5 separate regions of the Mus musculus genome follow, and regions 1, 2, 3 and 5 are each linked to region 4. A link is a contact called in public HiCAR-type and promoter capture Hi-C data. All regions are on one chromosome and are shown on one strand. Each heading gives the region's core, a stretch centred on a gene start, on an enhancer-like site or on the middle of the called end of the contact. The rest is flanking DNA. Distances are from core to core; before and after follow the strand shown. Region 1 holds the start of Morn2 (MORN repeat containing 2). Region 2 holds the start of Sos1 (SOS Ras/Rac guanine nucleotide exchange factor 1). Region 3 holds the start of Atl2 (atlastin GTPase 2). Region 4 holds the start of Heatr5b (HEAT repeat containing 5B). Region 5 holds the start of Gemin6 (gem nuclear organelle associated protein 6).

Evidence for each region. Promoter capture Hi-C pulls out the DNA fragments that hold promoters and counts their contacts. HiCAR-type assays count read pairs that join an accessible place to other places.
Region 1: a promoter capture Hi-C map of liver shows a contact between it and region 4, with 8 times the contacts expected there. The contact joins the promoter of Morn2 here to the promoter of Heatr5b in region 4. A contact is called at or near these places in 5 of 39 promoter capture datasets (the C10 cell line, hippocampal neurons, liver and 1 more), 1 of 115 datasets of contacts at active chromatin or transcription factors (astrocytes) and 2 of 9 other capture datasets (adipose tissue and liver).
Region 2: a promoter capture Hi-C map of liver shows a contact between it and region 4, with 7 times the contacts expected there. The contact joins the promoter of Sos1 here to the promoter of Heatr5b in region 4. A contact is called at or near these places in 2 of 39 promoter capture datasets (liver and pre-B cells) and 1 of 9 other capture datasets (liver).
Region 3: a promoter capture Hi-C map of pre-B cells shows a contact between it and region 4, with 7 times the contacts expected there. The contact joins the promoter of Atl2 here to the promoter of Heatr5b in region 4. A contact is called at or near these places in 5 of 39 promoter capture datasets (HPC-7-derived erythroid cells, erythroid cells, hippocampal neurons and 2 more), 1 of 484 Hi-C or Micro-C datasets (embryonic stem cells), 7 of 115 datasets of contacts at active chromatin or transcription factors (astrocytes, embryonic stem cells, extraembryonic endoderm stem cells and 4 more) and 3 of 9 other capture datasets (adipose tissue, embryonic stem cells and liver).
Region 5: a HiCAR-type map of astrocytes shows a contact between it and region 4, with 6 times the contacts expected there. The contact joins the promoter of Gemin6 here to the promoter of Heatr5b in region 4. A contact is called at or near these places in 5 of 39 promoter capture datasets (3T3-L1-derived adipocytes, hippocampal neurons, liver and 1 more), 1 of 484 Hi-C or Micro-C datasets (B cells) and 1 of 115 datasets of contacts at active chromatin or transcription factors (astrocytes).

Annotation. Positions count from the first base shown.
Region 1 is chr17:80,288,946-80,291,645 of GRCm38.p6, reverse strand. It overlaps Morn2 (MORN repeat containing 2), which reads right to left and starts at 1,434. Exons shown (of 5, transcript NM_194269.2): 1 at 1,309-1,434. It overlaps Dhx57 (DEAH (Asp-Glu-Ala-Asp/His) box polypeptide 57), which reads left to right and starts at 1,170. Exons shown (of 24, transcript NM_001163759.1): 1 at 1,170-1,590.
Region 2 is chr17:80,479,129-80,481,828 of GRCm38.p6, reverse strand. It overlaps Sos1 (SOS Ras/Rac guanine nucleotide exchange factor 1), which reads left to right and starts at 1,376. Exons shown (of 22, transcript NM_009231.2): 1 at 1,376-1,992. The coding sequence starts at 1,906.
Region 3 is chr17:79,894,771-79,897,470 of GRCm38.p6, reverse strand. Atl2 (atlastin GTPase 2) reads left to right here and starts at 1,348. Exons shown (of 13, transcript NM_019717.3): 1 at 1,348-1,562. The coding sequence starts at 1,445. It also overlaps a transcript of Gm41625 not described here.
Region 4 is chr17:78,834,130-78,836,829 of GRCm38.p6, reverse strand. Heatr5b (HEAT repeat containing 5B) reads left to right here and starts at 1,449. Exons shown (of 36, transcript NM_001081179.1): 1 at 1,449-1,524; 2 at 2,587-2,700. The coding sequence starts at 2,609. Gpatch11 (G patch domain containing 11) reads right to left here and starts at 1,314. Exons shown (of 10, transcript NM_181649.6): 1 at 1,152-1,314; 2 at 1-36.
Region 5 is chr17:80,223,134-80,225,833 of GRCm38.p6, reverse strand. It overlaps Gemin6 (gem nuclear organelle associated protein 6), which reads right to left and starts at 1,383. Exons shown (of 3, transcript NM_026053.4): 1 at 1,164-1,383; 2 at 70-213. The coding sequence starts at 194.

The sequences.
Region 1 (2,700 bases), core at 185-2,684, 1.5 Mb before region 4:
CAACTGATCATACAGGAAATGAAGCAGTCCTCAACCGCTCTTCAGATTTCCACGTTTGATGAGCATAGTCTTGTACGGCTTTATCTCGGGGAAATGTTTCCCCTTTTTGGTTTTCAGGGTTTTTTTTTTTTTGGTTTTGTTTGTTTGTTTGTTGTTTCGTGAGAGTGTAATACTTTGAACACTACTGAAAGGAATTCCTATCTAAAAGAGTGCACTTCTTTTACAGAGCTATGTCACACCAGCATTTGGCCCTCTGCTGAAAAAAGTAAAAAGAAGTCTCAAATGCCTTTTTCGCCCTCTAGTGTTACAAATGTGGGGGCAGCACTGTATCATGTGAGTGTAAAATATCTCCTACCTGCTGCATGATATGAATTGGTAGCTTTATCAAAGATGGTTCCAATATTACTCAGGATGTCTTCTTTACAGATGATTTAAAAGCTAATTATATGTCTATAATATACATACATATATATAATATACATATAATTATATATGTACAATACACACACATGTATGTATATGTGTATACTTATATACATATATATATTGTGCTGGTACCCTAATGGTCACAGACCTGTGCTGTTTCTAGTTGTTTGGTGGTGTTTTTCTGTTTGTTTGTTTTTAAGGCGAGGCTAGACGTCTACAATTTTGTTCAGATGACTACAGGACCTGAAAAAGCTGTTGTTATTACTGATGCATAACATACTATTATTGCTCTTTATACATATACATAGATATATATACATATATAAAAATATATACACATATATAAATATATACACATATAAACATATACCTATATTTAAAATAATATTAATATATTATATGTTAATATATATTATATAATATATTAAATATGTATATATATTAAACACACGTTTAATTTTTGAAAACTGTACTTGTGTTTTCAACCATGTTGAGTTGTCATTGTACCAAAATCAGCAGCCATATTAGTCTAGAAACATCAAGCTAATTTCTTTTCCATTTGTACAGGCTTACTTCACTGTATTACATAGGTAAAACCTTATCTGTGTGAGTTCGATTACAGAAACTAATATTCTCTAAATAAGGGGGTGACGTTTCCACATTCAAATTTCTGGATTATGTGAGTTAGCAGGAACCTCTGCCATTGATCTGGCACCGTAAAGGAAACAAATCCGGAGTGATAGGCACAGCGAACCCACAGACTCGGGGGCCCACGCTGTATCTCCGGATCCCCCGACGCCGGGCTGTCGGTGCCCCTCCACCCCAGAGTGGATGCTGCGGCTGGCTCCGGGTCCATCAGCTCCCGAGAGGAAGCGCACTCACTTGATGGAGACGTGAAGGACAGGCTTTCGCGACTCTGCGATTCCCCTAGGCTCGCCAGCTCGGCAGGCTGGAGGGAGCTGGGCTCTAGGACAGAGCGGGCCTCGGTTGCTGGGGCGACCGGGCGACCTCTCACCCGGAAGCAAAAGTGCAAGAAGCCAATCAGAAGACACCTGGGCGGGGCGGCTGCTGCGGGTGAGGTCCAAGAGGGAAGCTGAACCCAGCCCGGACCCCGACCCTGGGTGCCGCCTCCTGAGCTCCGCAGCCAGCAACGCTACGAGCCAGGTACGGCCTGACGTGGCATGTGCGGGGCCGCGCGGGTTCGGGGTTGCCAGGCCCGCCTGCCGCCTCCCCTCTCTAGTGATCACATCCGAGGACCATGCAGCCCCTATGGTCCTGCCTGTCAGCCCAGGGGCAGTGAACCTGGACCTGCAGAATCCTGGGGAACCCCGGGATCTGCAGTCGAGGTCGTCCACACCCACGGCTCCGAGCAAGGTTGAAAAGGAGGGGCGCCAGCCCCATTTCCTGTCTGTGGCTCGGTGGCGACCCGAGGGGCTGTTTGGGGAAAGGGTTGGAGAAGATGGATGTTGAAGAAAGGAACCTTGCATGACTAGGTATCTGAATGGAGCTGGGGGAATGTATAGTGGTCAGAGGTTTGCCTGGGAGGCAAGCGGTGTGGGTTCAGTTTTCATCACCTCAGCTTGACGATGCTGTACGTGGGAGCCAAACTTGGGTGTGAAACAAAGGATCCTTTTAGAGCCAAACTTGGATCCAGTGTCTATGGTAAAGAAAGATGAAATCTTAGCAGGCTACATAGATAGTGGGATTCCTCCCTGCGGACTAGATAACCTAATTTGTATTCTACAGAAAACGTCTGGGGAATGTGATATCGGATGCCGCTATAATCGGTAAATCTTGGTTCAGATTTTTGCGTGAAAATTACAGCTCAAGTTGAAAATGTAACCTTTTCTGGGTTGGTGTGAGGCAACTTGTTTTAAGTCAGTACAGAATCTTCTTGCCTTTTTTTTTTCCTCAGCCATTTCTCAATGTATGAATTGACCCCAGCTGGGTGGTTTGGGTGGTAAGATGTTTGATGTTTTCCTTTCTTCCTACGTAAAAAAAACAAAAAGACAAAAACCCGATATGCAGCTGGGCGTGGTAGTGCACGCCTTTGGAAACAGAGGCAGATGGATCTCTGTAAGTTTGAAGCCAACCTGGTCTACAAAGCGAGTTCCAGGGCAGCCAGTGCTATTTACACAGAGAAACCCTGTCTGGAAAGACATAAAGGTGGGGGGAGGGGGGTGGGAGAATGCGATTATTGAAAATTCAGTTTGTGCCATTCCTTCAGTCACATGTTAATCATTTCATGTCATTATGGTTTTGTGAGTGTATGTA
Region 2 (2,700 bases), core at 127-2,626, 1.6 Mb before region 4:
ATAGTTGATTTGGTTCAGTCACTTAAGACCACACAAACCAGTTGTTGAAAATAACTGATATATCAGTTGTTCTCTGAAATTCCTTTTCTAAGTCCTTCCTAAGCTATAATTCCTCTGCCTTTCTCTTTAAAAAATTATATTTATCTTGTGTGTGGTGCACCTGCCATTGGCCATGTGTAGAGATCAGACGAACTTCTGGGAGTCAGTTTTTCTGCTCCCAGCGTTTGGGTATCTAAGACAGAACTTGGGTTCCCAGTCTTGGCTGCACCTGCTCTTTCCTGGCTGAGCCCTCCCACCAGCAGGTCTGCTGTTGTCTTACTACTCTGATGGTTAATGGATGGACTTCAAACTATTACTGAACACGTTCAAAATGAGGGGGACTTCTTTTTTTTTAAGATGCAAATCTGTACATGTATTATAAAAGGAAAGGCTTGTAGATTTCATTCAGATCCTAAGAGGTAGTCTAAAAGATGGTGGTTTCAAACATTTTTCATCTGTGAGATCTTGTTTATTGTACTACAAAACAGCATGGTTCTTCCAACTGTCTTCTCATCTATGAAATGAAAACTGAAAACTAAGACGTTTTACTAAGAAAGCGTTCAATGATAGAGCACATGTGCCACAGCGTTGCACAGTGCCACTACAGGAAGCAAGTCCATCCTTAGGATGGACGGACAATTCATAGATACTGCTTTTATAGCATTCTGTGATTTTCATATCTCTATCCTGGGTCCTGTACCAAGGCGAGGTGAGGGCTGGGGGGAAATCCCTCCCTTCCAGAAGCTAATTATCCAGTTGAAGCTATGAAAGATCCCAAGCAGGATGGACTAAATCCATAAATAAAAGCTTGTGGGTTTGAATAGACACATGATCAATAAATACTACACGTATGCGTTACGTCCTCATGGCATGGAAAGGCAGATGGAAACAGGCAATCTCTCCTCCCACTAGACAAACACTGAGCAGTCGGGCCTTTTGTTTTTTTTTTTTTTTTGTTTTGTTTTGTTTTGTTTTTGTGAGAGGGATCTATCTTTTGTGCAATCTGTTTAGTATACAGTGCATGCTCGGGGCACTCCTTATCTTCGTGCTGGGAACAAAGTACACACACCCCTTTTCTGAAACACAGGGCCTAGGATCTCCTAGAGCTGGATGGGCTCCCGGGCTGTGGGACCACACAAAAGGGGCGCTTCGCCTGCTCGCAGGCCCCCACACCCAGGTTCTCGGGTCGCGGGTTCGCCTTCAGGGTCCTTCAGCCCCGCCTCTGCGAGTGCCCTCCCCAGCCTCTGGCGCGCACCCCTCCTCATCCGCGGGCAGCCGGAAAACCCGGAGCGAACCGGCCCGGGCCAGCGGCGCATGCTCAGTTGCGAGCAGGTTCAGTTTGCTAGTAGGAAGCTCCGGCGCTACACCGGCGGCGGCAGCGGCAGCGGTAGCAGCAGCGGCGGCGACGGCCAAGCGGCCGGATTCCCCGGCAGCGACCTCGGGCCCTCCCCGTTCCCCACCGACCCCTGCTCCCGCTTCGTCCCGTTCTGGGCCTCTCGCTTGAGTTCCCCGCTGGCGAGCGGGCGCCACCGGCCGGAGCGTCCATCCACGCGCCGTCTCTCGGCGGGCCAGGCCGTGCCGGGGAGCGCAGCCCCGGCGGAGGGCGGCCCGGGGCGGAGCGGGGGGCCTGCCCCGGGGCGGTGGTGCGGGATGCCGCCGCCGCCGCCGCCGGGTTGCGTTGGCTCTCGGCGAGCGGCGCGCGTGTCGGGTGGGTGTCCGGCCGCGGGCCTCGCCCCCCAGACTCCTCGCCAGCGCTAGCCGGGCCGCGCGGCGCCCCGAGGGGGCCGGGCCGTGCACGGGCTGTGGCCCTTCTCCGCGCCGCGAGCCGCCGCCCCTCCGCCCGCCCCGAGGCGCCCCGCGGGCACCATGCAGGCGCAGCAGCTGCCTTACGAGTTTTTCAGCGAGGAGAACGCGCCCAAGTGGCGGGGGCTGCTGGTGCCTGCGCTGAAAAAGGTAGGGGCGCGGAACCCGCTTCCCGGCCGCAGTCCGCGCGGGGCTGGGCGAGGGTGGGGAGGCGGGGCGCCACTGTCGTCTTTCTTCCCGGTCTCGGATCTCGGGGAGGTCTGCTCGGGCTGCGAGGTTCCCCGCGTCCGCTGCTCCAGCTGTTGACACTCGCCCGGGGTGCGTGGGAAGGCCGCACACAGTCGGGGAGGGTTGGTCTGGATCATCCAAGCGCGGAGGCGGGGGTTGGAGGAGCCTCGGTTTTCCGTGGAGGTCAACGAAGGCCATTGCCTACCTTCTCGATCTTCCGAACTGCGGTCAACCTCTCGTTTTAGGAGTCCGGTACTCTCACTGGCTCGAAAGTGCCTTGGCCACAGTGCTTGCCTAAGTAATTGCGAGGTTGCCTGCCAGCAAGAACATGGCCTGCTCGGCTGTGCTCGTCCTCAGTCATAACTCCCCGTTTTCTTGACCCCCTCCCCCATTACAGCGGTGATGCACATGCCACTGTATTCAGATTGGTTCTTTTGAAGTGTCTGAGAATCTTTGAACGTCATTTGGTTTGGTGTTTTGCATCTTTTTATTTGGAAATGTTGCTACATTTTAAAAGCTTCTAAAGCAACTGTCTGTCCTTTGGTTAGGCATTTTGGATTTTTGTTTGCCAGTGGTTAAAGTTATTCGTGAATGTTGCTACATTTTAACAGCTTCTACAGCAACACTTAG
Region 3 (2,700 bases), core at 99-2,598, 1.1 Mb before region 4:
AATAAATGGGATTTTGGTCTTTGAAGGCAAAAATCCTCATCTTGACATCTTCTTTCATGCCCAAGCACCTGCACACCGCGGAGTGTACAATCTCCAATAGTTATCACAGAGAGAGATTATGAAAGAAAATCTAAGGTCAGGCGTGGGGGTCCATGCCTTTAATCCCAGCGCTCAAGAGGCAGGGGTAGGCAAGCTCTGTGAATTTGAGGCCAGCCTTGTCTGTAAAATGGGTTCCAGGATAGCCAAGGCTTATACAGAGGTTTATACAGAGAAACTATGTCTTGAAAAACCACCACCACCAAACAAAAAGAGAAGAAAAAAGAAAAGAAAAGAAAAGAAAAGAAAAGAAAAGGAAAGGAAAGAAAAGAAAAGCAAGCAAGCAAGCACACCTACTATCAAGCAAGTCCCTTACTAGGTTGCTCAGGAAACATGGGAGCAGCACACAGAGTTAGTGCAGAAGGAACTCACAATCTGTGTCTCCAAAGATAGAGAACAGGTGACTTAATCCCCAGACAGTTCAACCAAAGCCCATCTGGAATGATGCCCTCCAAAGTTTGATGACACTAACGGTTTTTTTCTAGAGGTTTTGTGGAATTAAAGGTTGCAAAGTATAGGCTTAAGAGGTTGGGGTAAGACAATCATTTGGACACCTGGGCTCCCACTTTTTCAAGAGAAAAGGATTTTCTCCTGCAGCCATGGTTGTGGTACAAATTCATGAGACTAAGAACTGTGTTCCACAGCTGCCTCCACAGGTTGACGTATCTGTTATAAAGTTTCTCGAACTTTCTACATGATGCCAGTGGATCCCCAGAAGAAGGTTCATCACAGTTAGGAGAGGATGTATTAGAATTCCTTCTCTGATCAGAGCGGTATTTTTTTGGGTTTCAGATATGCATAGTTGAGAGGGTAAAGTAGCCTCAGAAGGCGATGGGGAGCCAATGCAAACAAATTGTAGGATAGTGGTGGAAAGAGAAAACCTTTCTGTGTAGGGCCAAGATATCAGGAGAAGCCAGGCACTGGCTTCGCAGGGAAGAGGGCTGGGGGTAAGAAAGCTAGGAGGGAAAGGATGCGAATGTAACCTCACGTGCAGAGTCAACGTTAGAGATGCGAAGAGAATTGGGAAAGGAGGGACTGGAGATGCCTTCTCCGCCCTGCGGCAAGGGGGTGTGGCCCCGAGAGCGGGAAGGTAGGGACGGGATGGCGCCGGCCGCAGTGGGGGTTCCCCAACTCTTCCTTAGAAGTCTGAGAGCTGCGGAGCTCCGCGGCAGGTTGGCCCGGGCGGAGGAGGAGCGAGGGCGCTGATGGGCGTGGCTGGGCGTGTCTGGGCCGCGCAAGTCAGAGGGCGGCGCTAGGACCCGCAGGCCGCCCCGCCGGCTCCCGGGAGGTTGATAAAGCGGCGGCGGCGTTTGACGTCAGTGGGGAGTTAATTTTAAATCGGTACAAGATGGCGGAGGGGGACGAGGCAGCGCGAAGGCAGCAGCCGCAGCAGGGGCTGAGGCGCCGGCGACAGACCAGCGACTCGAGCGTCGGAGTTAACCACGTCTCGTCTACGACCTCCCTAGGTACGGGCCGGAGGGGCCGAGGCCACGGGGGGCCGGGAGTCGGGGAGGCTGCGGCCGTTCGGGCTGGCGGGCACCGGTCGCCCGCTGGGGTCGAAGACCGCGGCTGGCTGGGCTCGGCTCGGCTCTGGCCGCCGCGGCCGCCCGTTCGCTCGCACGCTCGTTCGCTCGCTCGCAGGGCCTAGCGGCAGCCGCGCCCCACGCTCCGCCGCGCGGCCTGAGAGGGCGGCCCGCGGGCCTCGGCTCTCCCAGCTGCCGGGGGAACGGGCAGCCCGGCCCCCTGCCCGCCGCCGCCGCGTGGCCGCCGCGGTGTCCGCCCCGACCCAAGGGGGCGGCCTTGAGCCGGGGCCACGGGGCCGGGACGCGCGGAGGTCGGCGGGCGGTACGGGATCGGTCACCCGGCGGGCACTCACTGCCCTGGGTGCCTGACGCGGGCCGGGAAGGGAGGGACGAGCGGGACGCGCTGGGCCCCGCGGTGGCGGTGGACGCGGGAACCGCTGGCACCTGGCTGCCAGGTCGCAGAGCTCTCTCCACACACACACCACACACACTCACACACCCTTCCTTCCCGATGGGAGCCGCAGTCCGCAGGCCAGGGCTGGGGCCCGGGCTCAGCTTCAGCTTCACCAGCTCTTGGCTCCGCCGAACCCATTCGCACGAGTTGTGCGTGGATTGGCCAGGGTTGCAAGTGTTGGCTCCGGTTGTCAGACTGGGGTTAGGAGCCCTGGGGCTGCGAGTCATTCGCTTCAGGCTGAGAGTGTCTGGTTTGAAGTCACCTGATCCCGTCGTTCCTGGGTTTTGCTGAATGTGAGCTCCTACTGTATGTGTGTGTACATGGCGCCCCTACCCCGTCGAAGACGCAGTTGCGTTGGCAGCGCGGTGTTGTGTGTTGCTCTCACTCACAGCACCCCTATTTTTAGGAGTGTAGCATTTGATCTTTCACCGTGGTGCGAATTGAACGCACGAAGTCCTTATTGAGAGTTGCGATGGTTAAAGGCGGAAAAGTTTTTCAAAGGCTTAGAAATCGTAAGGGCTTAGGGTTAGATACCTGAGGTCAAGATAAGCGTAGAGTAAACACACCGGGTATGAGATCGCTTTTGTATTTCCTTTTCCACAATCTGATAAAGGCTTTACTGGATAA
Region 4 (2,700 bases), core at 200-2,699:
CAACCACAAAGAATACAAGTCTTGGTGATCTTGTTCCTGAAACGGAACGAGGTTGTAATTGCTGAGATGGGTGTTGAATCCAGGGCCTCATACAAGCAAGGAATGTGCTTTATAACTGAGCTAAATCTCTAATTCAAACTAGATTATTTTTAAGGGAAGCATTTAACTCCACAGACATGGTGGCCCTCTGGTGTGATTTCAGCACCCAGCAGTTCGAGGACAGTATGATCTACCTGTGTAAAAATACACACACACACACTTACAAAAGTACAAGGGATTACATGTTACTTTTAAAGCTCTGCCTTTTATAGTTATTCCATCTTTTACATATAATTTTCACATAAAATCACACTGAAACTTCACAGCTGGGGGCACTGTAGATTCATTAAATGATACGGTTTGAGGAAGTTAATTACCAATAGTGAGGACATTATGTTAGGAAGTGGAATAAGGGGGCTGGAGAGATGGCTCAGAGGTTAAAAGAACTGTCTGCTCTTCTAGAGGTCCTGAGTTCAATTACATGGTGGCTTTATAACTATTTATAATGAAATCTGGTGCCCTCTTTGGGCCTGTAGGCATACATGCAGGCAGAACGCTATATAATAAATAAATCTTAAAAAAAAAAAAAAGGAAGGAAGAAGGAAAGAAAGAAAAAGAGAGAGAGAGAAAAGAATAAGGAATTGGGTCTTAAAATGTGAAGGTTCCCCTCCTATGAGGACAACATACACTAGCATTATCCACTTCCTTCAAATATAAGAATAAACTCCACAAGTCGATAGATAACCCAGGTAGGGATGCTGGTGGCCTGACCCCTCACTTAAGAGTCACAACAGCGAAGTGGTCAGGATTCTGGGTCTGAGGGGGTAAATCACGCAGCATCTGTTGATGGTTGGAGGTGGTGTGTGTCAAAGAGCCAGAGCAAGTTTAGGTGAAGCGCTTTGCCTGTTCCGAAATAATGGAGCAACCACTTTCTCAACAGGACGATTATAGGTGCTGCTAGCGTATTTCAGTATTGAGCACCGAGTTTGAAGCAGAGCTACAGAACACACAGAGCTGGGCTAACTCTCCTGTGGGTGCCTCGGGCATCGCAGGCTCTTTCTTCCCTCCCGCTCTCCTCCCTCCTGCACCCTCCCACCAAAACGACCACTTACGGATGGGGCGTAGCTGACGCTGTGATAGGCAGTCACAGCCAACTTGCACCGACCTCTGTCATTCTCCTGAGCGCCCGCACACCCTGAAGCCGGAGCTTTACTGCCCGGAACCAGCTCCGCGGAGGTCGCGCTGCGCATGCGCCGTGCAATTGGCGCAGGACCCACAAACATCCCACTCGTCCCCGACAGCCGATTCGCTTCGAAACTTGGGGTGGGCGGGGCTAAGAGGACGTGGGGGCGGGCCGGTCCGCAGGACCTGTGTCTCGCGCATGCGTCGTCTCCCGGCTTCCTGAGGGCCGGAGTTTGGGAGGCGGGGCATCCGGGTCCCTCGGCAGAGCGGAGCTTGGCTGCTCGGCTCGGACTAGACCAGGAGGTGAGGCGGTCTCGCGCGCTGTCAGAGCCTGCAGGCTGTGACATCCCTGGGTCCCAGGACATTTTCCGAGGGCTGAGGAGGGAATTCGAGTTTTGAGGCCGGGGATCCTCAGCCTCGGGGTTGACAGCTCGAGGACTCCTACGACGGGAGGCTGACATCCCAGGGCGGCCCGGGGACCCCGGTTTGCGTTTCCAGCAGACTCTCAGTTGTCGGGGTCTTCGGAGCGGCCCGGTGCATCCAGACCCGGAGCACTGCATTCCCGGGGCGAGGGGTTGTCCCGGGCGCCCCTGCCGCAGTGTCCCCGTGGGGCCCGCCTCCGCCGATCAGAACCCTACGGTCACTCTTCTGGGTCCCGGTGGCGAGGGACGGGTGGCGGAGAAAGCTCCCCAGACGCCTGAGCTCGGTGCTTCGGGGTTCTCAGGGTAGAATGAGTTAATAGCCTGTGTTCTAACAGGGAAACAACCGCCCCGGAATAGTGCCTTTTTTGCAGTATTTACATTTTCCTTTCATTCCATTCTTATCGCCAGTTTTTTCTTTCTTTCTTTCTTTCTTTCTTTCTTTCTTTCTTTCTTTCTTTCTTTCTTTCTTTCTTTCTTTCTTTCTTTCTTTCTTTCTTTCTTTCTTTCTTTCTTTCTTTTAAATCATTGTCCTTTCAAAGTTAGTTCTCTAATGAGAAATGAAACCACGCTTTCTTTCCCTAGCTTAGTGGTTGCATTTATGAAACTTGACATTTAATATTTAAGAAATCCTTACATGTAAGGGCTGGAGAAAGGAATCCGTGATTAAGAATACTTGTTGCTTTTGACAAGGACCTGGGTTTGATTTCCAGCGCCCACAAGATGACTCACAACCATCTGTAACTCCAGTTCTAGGGGGAGCCAACACCCTGTATATATATATATGTGTGTGTGTGTGTGTGTGTGTGTGTGTGTGTGTGTGTGTGTATGTATGTATGTATGTATGTGTATACATACATTTGGGCAAAACACTCCTACACATAAATTAAAAATTCCTTAGAATATATTTTACTCTTTTTTTAAAAAACGAATCTGTTCATTTAAGGTGTGAATTAAGAACATCAATAATGGAGCTAGCTCACAGTTTATTGCTAAATGAGGAAGCTTTGGCTCAGATCACGGAGGCAAAGAGACCCGTGTTCATCTTTGAATGGTTGAG
Region 5 (2,700 bases), core at 134-2,633, 1.4 Mb before region 4:
CTTCTCAGCTTGGATATCCGGGGCCAGTACATAGGATTGTCATTTCACAAAATTAAGTTGCATACTCACTTGGCAGAGACTGGATCTGTGGTTAGAAGCCATCCTTTATACTCCTTCTCACAGGCTATCACTCTCACTTCTTTATAAACGTAATCTTCCCATTCTAAGGGGCTTTTCTTCATCCATTCGCTCATGGTTACCAGTTGCCCAGATCTAGAACCATTATCAATTTGGGTTAATCACTATGGATATTCCACACAAGCAAATGTCTTTTTTTAAAAATATTTTTAAAGATTCATTTATTTATTATATGTAAGTACACTGTAGCTGTCTTCAGACAATCCAGAAGAGGGAGTCAGATCTTTTTACGGATGGTTGTGAGCCACCATGTGGTTGCTGGGATTTGAACTCTGAACCTTTGGAATAGCAGTCAGTGCTCTTACCCACTGAGCCATCTCACCAGCCCAAGCAAATGTCTTAATGATCGCCATTCTGTAGGCAGTCTGTAATTTGCCTGAAAATAACGAGTTTCTTAATGCAAGTAAGCACTGATACATAGAGCCAGTCTTAACTCACACCTACAGTCCCTACCTACTAGTAGTGCTGAGACCAGCCTGGTAACATAGTGTGCCGTCTCAGATCTCAGAAGAACAAGCAAAACGCCCATCTGGGGTATAAGAAACTGATACTATCTTTGGAGAATTCTTGAGAATGTTTTGTTTAGTATATCTGGGAAGGGGTATTTATAATTCAGACTGATGGTAATAGTGAATGGCCACAGGTACAATTCTTAAAACTCCTGTGGCATGTCTAGTCCCACCCTCTGCTCCCAATTCCGGATACCGCTTTCAACCTGGCTTTGAACCTGGCCCGTAGATAACTCAAACTCTTCGGGGCTGGAGAGATGGCTCAGCGGTTAAGAGCACCGACTGGGAGGTCAATTCCCAGCAACCACATGGTAGCTCAAAACCATCGGTAATGGAATCCGATGTCCTCTTCTGGTGTGTCTGAAGAAAGCAGTGGTGTGCTCATATACAATAAAGAAATCTTTTTTAGAAAAAAGAAGAAGCAGCCACTTCCGTTCCGCTTTCCTTAGATAAAAGGATTTCGCCCTAAACCCCTGACAGACATAACTGATGCGGAGTTCTCGGATTCCCACCTACTCTTTCTAGATGACTCTCCACGGGCTTTGCGCCAATTTTCTCGTAAAGCGCTGAGGACCCGTTAGCGAAGCTCTAGAGCTCCAACACCAGGTCCTGTCCAGAGGCCGCCATACCCAGAACTCTGCACGACTCAGGGAAACGCCGCAGAGACCCTGGCTATATTTCTACTTAGCTCACACGCCGCCGAGCGGGCTTGAGTCGGCCCGCCTGAGCCCAGCATGCTTTGCTCCTGACGTCATTTCCTTCCCCCAGAATCCTCCATCCTGTAGTCCTTTGCCTCCGTTCTTGCACTGCAGGTTGTGTCCAAGGGAACTTGAGTTCTCCTGGCCACCGTGAACGTCTCAAGAAATCTTTGTAAGAGGAAAATGTTCGTACCTCAAAGCTTTTTAAGTGGGGTATGAAAATGCGATTTTGCCCTGAATTCAACACAAAGCTCTCTGGGTAAACCTTAAGGCTCTAAAAGCCGAGGTGAATGGCATGAATTCTGGTCTAGCTCGTTTTGGAGCCGGTTAAAATGCGTGCACCTTTGGGGACGTGTTCTCAGTAAATCTCAAGAACAGTGGTGAAGTTGGGAAGATCAGCACTGGATTTTTTTTTTTTTTTTTTTTTCGAGACAGGGTTTCTCTGTGTAGCCCTAGCTGTCCTGGAACTCACTCTGTAGACTTCGCCTGCCTCTGCCTCCCAAGCAGCACTGGATTATGTTGTTTCTGCTTCAGATTTCTGGGCACGTAGCTGACTGGGCTCTGACATACTGCAGAATCTTCGAGACTGTGATACTGAAAAGTGGTGCAAGGCAGTAAATGCTAAGATTCTGCCTATACTGAAAAGAGAAAAAAACAACCCTCTCCCCCGCCAAGACAACAACTACAACAAAAAAACCCACCAAGGGCGATGAACAAAAACTGAGCTATAAAATTGTCAAGCCAGAGGTGGGCGTGGTGGCGCACGCCTTTAATCCCAGCACTCGGGAGGCAGAGGCAGGCGAATTTCTGAGTTCGAGGCCAGCCTGGTCTATAAAGTGAGTTCCAGGACAGCCTGAGCTACACAGAGAAACCCTGTCTCAAAAAAAAAAAAAAAAAAAAAAAAAAGATTGTCAAGCCAAGCAGCAGAAACATTAAATATGAATCGGTTTTTTAAAATTACTACTTGAAATTCCATATCAAATAATCCTTCCCAAAACCTTCATTTATTGAATGATTGACTTCATATTAATGAGATTTCATGGATTAAGTTAGAGTTTATCAGTTAAAACCCTCTATAAAGCTACAAGAGCTAATGTAAATTCCAAGTTATTAAGAGTGTGGGAGAAAATGTTTGACCTTTAAAACTACAGAATAAAAATCTACAACTGATTTGTGACAACTGTTCAGTTGCATTTTAAGTTTCATTCTTTACTGCAAACCTGTTTGGCTTATGTTTTCTTCCCCTTTTGAAACAAGGACATGTCCCTACTCTGTCCAAATTATCAGAAATTTAAGTTGCATTTGGGCCACATGTGGTGCATAGGACTTTAATCCAAGCTTGTGGAAAGCAGAGG